Regions from separate parts of the Sus scrofa genome. Here region 1 is linked to region 2. Evidence: chromatin contacts called from public HiChIP or PLAC-seq data. All regions are on one chromosome and are shown on one strand. Each heading gives the region's core, a stretch centred on a gene start, on an enhancer-like site or on the middle of the called end of the contact. The rest is flanking DNA. Distances are from core to core; before and after follow the strand shown. Region 1 overlaps LOC106508546. Region 2 overlaps LOC106508546.

What was found. HiChIP or PLAC-seq counts read pairs in DNA pulled down with a chosen protein or histone mark.
Region 1: an H3K27ac HiChIP or PLAC-seq map of alveolar macrophages shows a contact between it and region 2. The contact joins two enhancer-like sites. A contact is called at or near these places in 3 of 47 Hi-C or Micro-C datasets (embryonic fibroblasts, heart right ventricle and liver) and 1 of 2 datasets of contacts at active chromatin or transcription factors (alveolar macrophages).

The regions. Positions count from the first base shown.
Region 1 is chr13:181,117,727-181,122,577 of Sscrofa11.1, forward strand. The region is part of intron 5 of LOC106508546; the gene reads left to right. Among named protein-coding and RNA genes, the nearest start is that of MIR99A, 180 kb to the right of the region's middle. Within about 2 kb of position 2,960, at least 2 of the 83 cell types and tissues checked have an H3K27ac peak or open chromatin away from gene starts, as enhancers often do. A contact at or near this core is called in alveolar macrophages, where this site is marked.
Region 2 is chr13:180,979,815-180,984,773 of Sscrofa11.1, forward strand. All of the region lies in intron 2 of LOC106508546, which reads left to right. Among named protein-coding and RNA genes, the nearest start is that of MIR99A, 320 kb to the right of the region's middle. Within about 2 kb of position 1,332, at least 37 of the 83 cell types and tissues checked have an H3K27ac peak or open chromatin away from gene starts, as enhancers often do. A contact at or near this core is called in alveolar macrophages, where this site is marked.

The sequences.
Region 1 (4,851 bases), core at 1,710-4,209, 140 kb after region 2:
CTTTATGAATTATTAACTGAAAGATTTTAAATTTGGATTATATAATTATTGTTTTTGATTCTGTTTGAAAATGAAATCTCAGTGTATAACTCCTATAATATAAATATACTTTTTCCTATTTAATAAATTTTGATCTGCCTTGAAGGACGAATAAATTCAGATTGTCAGCATGATATTTAAAAAGTAATTTTGACTATACTATGAGAAGTATCTCATGGTAACTGCTATGGTCCTTGCAATTGATATTACATTGAAATTATGTCATCTGCAGATAGTTTGTGCTTAGTTTTATGGATAGGCAAAACACTACCAAAATTTTATACTTTGACATGTTACTTGAAGGCCTCCACAATTTTTGCTAGCATATAGGTCAAACAGTGTTTTTACTTGCATTTTTAGGAATCTGAAAAATATTTAGTAATAAAGGGTTTTTACTTGGATGTGGATATCATTTTTAACTTGCATTATTCAGAGAAAAGTGAAGGGCTTCTATGTGAAGGGCTATATGATTTTGGCTTTTCTCAGTTAAGTAATTTCAAATATTGTTTGCATATTTTTTTTTATTATTTCCTATTTCAGTTTATCAAAGACTTTAAGGCCATTTATTTTTCCCAGAAAAGTTTGATTTTTAGTCTCATGTGAAAAGGGCTAAGAAGTTGAATTTTCTTTTAGTCTTTGTATTGATATTAAAAATAAGGCAGATTCTGCTTGGGGAGCAGTTTATAATAGATGAAACCAAATTGTACCTTCTAAAAATTAATAATGATGGTAAAACAATAATTTACTTGTTTTTGGTCTTTCTTTAAGAAGTTTGTTATAGGAGTTCCAATTGTGGCTCAGTGGGTTAAGAACCTGACCTAGTATACACGAGGTTGCGGGTTGCATCCCTGGCCTCATTCAGTGGGTTAAGGATCTGGCATTGCCGCAATTATGTGGCTTGGATCCGCTGTTGCTATGGCTGTGGTGTAGGTGGGCAGCTGCAGCTCAGATTGAACCCCTAGCCCAGGAATTTCCATATGCTGCAGGTGTGGCCATAAAAATGAAAAAAATTTTGTTACAGAAAATTAAAACATATATTTTAATAAAATTCAACTTTCAACTAAAGTGTAGGAATAAAGCTACTAAAGTTTATTTTGTAGGCCTTACCCAAGGAATGGCAGAAAACCCAACAGGATAGTTAAATAGTAGCAGCATGGATTTTCTCTAATAAAAGGAGACTAAGCTACAGTTTTGGAGGGAAATACCTAGTTCTAGATCATAAAAGGAAGCTTTGAACCTGTTGGAATTTCTTTTTATTTTAAGAAATTATTAGTTTGTAGTTCATTCTTTAACAGTTGTGCTTATTTTTCAGTTATTTATCTATGACTAATGTTTATAAGGATGCTTTATGATTGACACACATTTCCTATAGGCATAATTGGAGGTCACTTCACATATGTCCAGTGGGTTCAAGTTGGTGTCAGGAGCTTGAGCCGTAAGACAGATTTTAGTTCTGCAAGATTATAAATATATTATCTACTCAGGTATTTTGGAATTTTCTACTTTAAGTCACATTTTAAGTGAATTTTTCTATTATATGATCTTGGCCTCTTGGATCATTCAAGTTCAATTAACATCTTGGTGACATCTGCTTAAGTCAGTTTGCTTAGTTATACATTTTCAAAAGAAAGTGGAATAGCTATGCTGCACAATTGAGCATTTTTCCTCTATTCTACTTCTTCCTTCATTTATCACAAGATTAATTCACCAATCTGCCCTCACCCAGGTTCCTCGCATATTATTTTACCTTCACCAGTGTTCTGTCAAGAGGGCTTTTAATACCAGCCAAATTCAGTTGCAGGTGCCTGATGGTGAAAACTTATTTAGAATCATATGATGTATATTTAAAGAAACTGTTCTATTTTCCTTATAAGAGAAGATGCTTCTAAACTTTTAAACATTTTTCTGAAGGTTGCTCTAATGATCTATTTTGAAATTTACTGTGGTAAGTAATGTCATTAAATATTGGATGATTATGACAGTAGTGTTGACATGACCTTTAGTTTTAGATCACTTGGGGGTAAAAATATAATTTCCATTGAGCTAGGGAAATTTTGAGTTTGTAGATAGCTTGCTTTGGTGAAAAAAAACATCGGTCGGTCTTATTGTCAGAGTGGTTGTGACTGGACTGATCCAGTTCTAGATCCACTTATCAGCGACAGATGCTCAAGTAATTCAAATTCTCTGAGCTTCAGTTTACTAAGGTAGAAAATAGAAATGCTATATTGTCAGTCTGTAGAAAGTCTCAGATGAGGAAATGATGCTGAAACACACCCCCCCCCCCACCACACACACACACACCACTATCAGACTCTCACTGTCAATGGTAAAGTAGAATCTTATTAAATATCAGCTGCCTTCCCTTTCCATCTCTGCTTTATTCCAAATTATATTAGTCTTATAGGACCATGCTGATTTTGAATGCAAACAGATTCAGAATTTTAGCTATCATCCAATTCATCTGTTATCATTTGTTCAGTCCCTGTATAGTTTATAGAATCATAATAGCTTAGATTTGGAAAGGCTTTAAATACCATCTATTCTAATCTTTTACCTAAGAGGCAAACAGTCTTTCAAATTATTTGAATATTTCTAGAACTCTCTACTTCAGAAAGCACTCCATTATAATTTTTAGAAATTTAACATATAGCTCACACATTCTAAAGAAATATTTTAAACCTTCACATTAGATATTAGAGAAATTAACCTGGCTGCTTAATCTTTAAAGGGGTATTTCGTAGACCACAAAAACATAGAAAAGCATCCTAAGAGAAACAGCACCAGCACAAGTTACAACTGTGCTAATTTAAAAAGATACTTTCTGCACTTTAAGTTTCCCCCCACTTCTCTAATCTTGGGCCAGCAGAGTGGGGGAAAGCAACTCAAGATGTGAATTGTGCAAAGAAGTAACCACGTATGCCCTTCCCTCTTTCTCTGCCGTTATAATTTCTGAGCCGTGGAGTTCCTGTTGTGGTACAGGGGAAATGAATCTGACTGGTATCAATGAAGATGTGGGTAAAATCCCTGGCATCACTCAGTGAGCTGGGGACCCAGAGTTGCCATGAGCTGCAGTGTAGGTCGCAGTCACTGTCAGATCCTGTGTTGCTATGGCTGTTGCTTAGGCTGGCAGCTCTAGCTCCGGTTTGACCCCTAGCTTAGGAACTTCCATATGCCATGGGTGTGGCCCTAAAAAGGAAAAAAAAAAAAAAAAAAAGATAATTTTTGAGCCTGAGTGAGTCAAGCCCAGCTAGAAGAGATGAAAGTGTTAGACTGCACTATAAATTTTAAAGCAGGGAATTGTCTAAAATAGCTGTGGCTCTTCCCAAGACTTTTTTTTCTTTTTTTTTTTTCAGAAAAAAAGCATGTATATTCAGAGTAGCATGGATGAAAGACATTAGTTAAAAAAATAAAGTTGGTTGTTTATTTTGGACTTCAGTTCCTACCAAATCCAGCTTTTTCAATAAACCTGTTCAAAAATTTTATGTTATATCCCATGCACATTTTCCTTGCCATTATACTTAATGCAACATTGCAAATTTAAAAGAAATGGATACTGGTTTTGAAATATTCATGTGTATACAGACGTTTTGATTGCGGCAAAAGTGTTTAATGAAATCAAACCTTCCAGACTTGAAATTGCAATCCGAGTCACATGAATACGAATGAGCTTAAAAATAATATTGCATATGTATAAAAAGTCAAATAAGGGAAATATAAATCAGCAGCTACCCTTGTATCTGTTTAATTTTAAGCCATGATAAAAGAATTGCCCTGCTGTGGCTCATTAGCACACTACTAAAAAACAAATTGTAACTTTTTTTCTGTTTTATGTAACATTTTATTTTGCCTGATTATGTGTTGTCATAAAACAGACCTCTGTGACTTATATAAATGTGAAAAGGAGTTATTTCTGAGAAATATATTGGCAATAAGGAATTGGCTTAGGTAAACTATTTTAGAATTGCTAGGGGCTTATATGGAGATCAAATTTATAAGCATGTAAATTCGTAGCATATACATTTAATTTCATAGCTTTGTTGTTATTGTTCTATTTCTGGGACACCTAATTCATATTCTAGTGTATTCTTTGCTCACTTTCTCTAGTTTTATGATTCCTTTTCTTGACTTTCTCTAAGATTTAGATAAATTGAATATGATTAGTGGTAGTGATCTAATTAGAATATTTTTATGAACTGCATGCAACATTACATTACTAGAGTAAATTATTCAGTATGTGATGCAGGCCAAAAAAACAATTCCTTCAGTTCCAAATTTTCTCTCAATTATATTGGGCTATACAGAATTAAGTGATATTTTGATATTTGTGAATATTAGTTATGACTATAAGATTTAGAGTTGGTAATTAAAACATACTATTTAGAAATAATAAAGATTTACTAGCTTATTGTAATATTAATCAGCATAGTTCTATTGTCAAGCTATCTTAAAATAAACATGAATTTGAGCATATAAATGCATAAAGATTAACTGAAATTGCCAGACAGGAAGAAATGATTAAATATATGAATGAATATTTATGCTGTATAGAATTTTTATTTTATATTAACAACAAGGACTTGGACCAAATGTGTAATTTGGCCTTTGTGGCACATATTGTCTTTTAATTTCATTTATATCTAACATTATGGGTAAATTCTAAATCTTAATCAGTCTTCAAGAGAGGTAAAAGAAAGGCATTCAAAAGCAGATTTGAATACATATTCCATATTTATCATTTTGAGGGCTTCACAGTGAGCTTTATAAAGCTCTGTCACCCAGAATACTTATTACTAAAACTTGCCCAGTAGCAGT
Region 2 (4,959 bases), core at 82-2,581:
GACAGTGGGGGGGGGAGTGATTGTCCATATAGTCAGTATAAAATATGTGCTTTTAATTGGATTGTATTATCCCAAAGCATGAACTTGATCTGAAATACAATTCCCTGATATTTCTGTCATTAACTTGTTGATAATATAGTGGCTATTTTTAAGGTGTTTTCAAGGGACAAGCAAACTTAATATATGAAGTTTAAACAAACCTGAAGTTTTAAAAGATTGCATTTCTCTTTAGTGCTTCATTTTTTTGGTTATGTTTAGCCCTCATTTTTACATATATTTGAAAGAGAGGAATGTTTGTCTTAACTAGAGAACAAAACAAAATTATGGTGTAATGAGTTACTAGAATAAGAGAAAGCATGACATTAATATGAAAACTTGAAAGAGTTTAAAATAACCATTCTTATCTCCCCAAATGATATGATTTTGATGTTATTAAGCATAAAGAACTTTGTTTATAATAGGTTAACTTTGCAGTTAGGTGTGGTAAGTCAGAAGCCAAAAAAAAAAAAAAAAACCTAAAACAAAACCTAGGAACCAAGTGATTAAGTGATATCTGTGACTCTATGATGCATTAATTATTTTGTCATTTCCATATTCCCAGCTTGAAATTTAATATAAAAGAAATGCCTTGCTGCTTGGTTCTAAATCCTGTTTGATCCAATGTGGAAAAAAATATATATTATTTGGAGACTTCTTAACAGAAAAAAAAAAAAAATCTTTGAATTAATAGTTTCTCCTGCAAAAAGAAACTTGAAATTCACCTTTGGACTATTTCATATCTTTAGCATATTTTCTATTAAAAATACTTCTAGATTCCAGTGTCTGCTTGGCTTTGGTTATCTTAGCGGTAATAAGTAGCCTTGGGACCCCCGAAGGCACACCCCACACACTTATGCTGTGTGACCTAAGGTCACAAGTAATGGCTGCAAGCTAATTGATTGAGAAAGGCTTGTCTGGAGGGGCCTCTTTGCGTCCTCCCTTTACATTCCTAAGTTCTGTGAGAGTCACTAGCAGCTCAGCCTCGCAAGGAAGGAAAAAAGAGAGGAAGTTTCTCTGCGTTGTGAATACACTTTGAGTTCCCCTGTAGTGAGCTTACTTCTCTCCACCCACCAACCAAGAACTCTTTCACTTGAAGGTGGACAACTTAAAGCCTGATCTCAGAGTTACCCGAAAAGTGACCTGAGTATTTATTGAGCTGAAAGAACCAATTACCTACTTCAGGCGGTGGGGAGCGTATGGAAATGATATTAGAACTTCAGCAAAGTGCACAGCCGCATAATACAGAAGCCAGGACTCAGATTGACAGGCAAATAAGCCAGCTCGTGGAAGGGGCCTCTGGGTGGCAGCTCTGGGCTATTGGGTGTTGGACAACTATAGGCAAAACTGAAATGGAACAGGGGCAGAAAATAGCACACTTTTACGCCACGCAACCGTTGCTTTCGCATGGTGAGTGCAGATTTAAGATATTACTTAAAGTCTACTTTCTGTGTTGTAAAACAAGTAGAGAAATCTGTTGTGCTTTGAAGGGAATGATAGCAGGAGCCTTTCTTAAAAGTTCTAAGTGATCTGGTTTTGTTTCTGCTTGATCTCACATTAAACTTGGCAATGCTAACAGAGAAACACAATATTTGTATTGTCTTGGTGTCCTTTTTCTTAAAATTGTCCTTTTGTTTAAATCATGCGTCTCTCCAACCTGAATAAATATTGTTTTAGGCAAATCAGGGGTGGAATAGGTAATGAAGGAACAGCGGTGTGACAATACATGTAAACATTTCACTTAGTCCAACTTTGTGTCACTTCTCCACGGCTTCACATTTTGCCGCCTTATCTCAGGAATATATAGCACAGTCTGTATGAAAAGAGCTTTGTGTGAGAATTCCAGAGAGTTAAAGGGTCAGGGCCTGTGTGTTATCTGACTGCCAGCAAGACTCACTGGGTTGTCCTCTTATTTTTAATCTAAAATAGGGAAAAAGTGCATCTTTACATATTAAAAAGTAAGTGTGTTTTGATTCCAATAGTTGCCTTCTTATAGTTTATGGTTGTTATTCCTGGCAAAGGATTATTTAAGCTTCTTTCGAGAAGCAGCATGCAAACTTCTTTTGTTTCTTTCTGTCTTGTTTGATCACATTTCACTGCAGAAATTTTGCACATTTTTTTTAAAATAATAATTATCTCGAAACAATACCAAGTGGTTTTTATTTCAGTGCAAATATCTTGGCAATTAGTAAGCTTGCTTTTCCTGGGGAAAAATACCTGAGAGTAAATCGTGCTTAATTCTTAGTTTAGCCATACTTATAGTCCTATTTTAAATGTGTTTCTTTAAAAAAAAAATCAGAATCTAGGGGAAGTATTACTAGAATGTTACAGAAGAGATTCTTCTGCAAAAACTGCAAATTCAGTATTATAATTTTAATGAGTTCCAAATATTATCGCTATTGTTGACTTTGTTTAAAAAGCATTTTTATTAACAAAGTGACTGCATTAGATGTTACCAAATGAATGAAGTGAAAACTGTGTCTTCCATCCTGCTGATTTGATAGAATATAGAGGTCTGCATTGTTATTGTGTTTCATATTCATTTAAACTTTTTAAAGAGCACCTCTGTAATACCCATTTTGAATAATCATTTAAAAATGAAATATACTAAACTAAGCTTCTTATATTTTAAGATTTATAGTTTCTGTTTCATAAAGTAAATTAATAAATGGATGAAATATATTGGAGTAATTGTGAAGTTATAAAAACTTTACAATAAAGGGAGGAAAGCTTTTCAGGGAGAATGAATATGTTTTCGCTTATACAGCAGTTTTGAAATATTACTTAGCTCTCTTCTTTGCTAAATATTTATGGAGAACTTAGCTGTTGTAGAACTAAGTAATAATCTTGACTTTAACACAAAACTATCTAAAAGAAGGATACTTATTTTTGAGCTCTGCTTGTGATTTGATATAAGCTTCTTTCAACAATTGCAAAATGTGGCTGGCAAATTCCTTTCTAAGAGAACAAGTTCATTATGCTCATCACCTGTTACATTCATTCTTTCTTTGCCCACATACACAGTTCCTAGCTGTTTACTAGTGCCATAGGAAAGTGAAAACCTTTCCTTTTTTTTTTAAGAGAAAATGTTGAAGTTTTTATTTGCATGAACATTTTGGGGCTTTTCAAATGATGTTCTTGTCAACATTACCCAAAGTGTTTTTAATAAGGTCTTTTGTTGTGATCTTGATATGAATGGTCAAAACCGGAGATGTAAATTGTTTGGGTTTTTCTTCTAATGTGTCTCAGTAAGTGCAGTTAAGGTGTGACTGAGGATTTATGAACAGCTTTGACAAAAAAATGAGCCTTTTGAAAATTTTTCCCTTTGCTACAAAGATTATTTTTAAAAAAATGTTTACTGCATACCTATTCCCTCCAAACCGATCCAGAGACCAAAAATTAAAGAGAACTTCATTATTCTCCTCAGTTGTGTACTAACAACAACTCAGGAAGTTACCCTGCTATGGGGAGGGGCTGCAAAGGAATGGGGTTTGTTCTAAGTTCATACATTGTCATAAAAGAAAAAAGAGCTACTGCTAAATTTTACTAACATTTATCTTAAACTGTTATCTTCAGTCTTTTGCATTTTTATTTACTTATTGATTGGTTACTGAGGTGAAGTCATCTTTTAAAAACCATAATCAATCATAGCATTACTTTAAAACCATGCTTTTAAAAAGAATATGAATATATATAAACATACTTATGTAAGACTAATTTTGCATGGATGTTTAAATTCTGTACTAGATTAATAGGAAACAATGGAACTATATTTACAGATTAATATAGTCATCTCTCTTATATCTACTTAAACATATTAAGTGATTCATTGTCCTTTTCCTCTGTTACAATATCACATCAGACTGGAATGTGTGTGTGTGTGTGTGTGTGTTTGCAATTATAATCTCACAGGCAAGAGTGACAGAGTGGTCTGGACATATGCTAAGGTTATGACACTCTTTGACTTACTTCTTTAAATCTCATGGTCACTAAATTTCTGGGGTTTTTTTCCTGTGTGCTGGTAGCACTAGACATCTGTTGCAGTGAATTTATGCCTTCTCTACTGAGTATAAATATCATATTGCCTGTATCCTCTTTTCAATTACACTCATCAATTTGTTTTAAGAGATGATTTATTCTATCAAAATATAGGAAAGAATCTGGAGAATTAGATTCTATCATCTCTGACAAATTATGAATCCTCAAAGGCTTTCCTAGAGAGTAGCCGTGTGGTTTTTATTATTCTCCTTTATTATTCTGCATAGTGGTTGTCCATTTTTTCTAGCCACTTTGATCTTAGGACTCTACAGAATTTTCTTCTCAAACATGGTTCCTTTTCCCTTTAGCTCTAATCTCTTTTTCTGGAACATCCTAATATATGTATGTTGAATCTTCACAGTATATCATACATATTTCTTGAATTCTTTCATAGTATGTTATGTAATCTTTCTGTGCTGCATTTTTTTTGTGATTTACTCAAGAAATATCTTCCAGTTTACTAATTCTTGTTTTGACTATATCCACTCTGGAATTTTTTTCCATTATATTTTTCCCTGGGAATCTAATTGATTATTTTCTTATGCCACTCACCTTATCTGCTTACCTTTACTTTCTTATAAATTGTATTGATGTTACTTTCTTACTTTGTCTCTTTAAGACCACTAACATGGTTTTTACAAAAATCTGGAATTGATCTATTATTTTCATGTCATCAGGAATGACTGCATTGACTAACTTTTTAAAATTTTTCTGGCAGGCTTTTTATATGATTTTGCATGTCTTGGAATTTTGGTTTTCAGTCTCAACTTGAATGAGAGGGATTTTTAAAAATTCTCTCTCTCTTTCTTTGTTACCTCTACCACTCTTAGGATCCTAGAGTTGGCCCTGCATAGTCTCCATCCCCAGATCAGACTCTCGGATAAT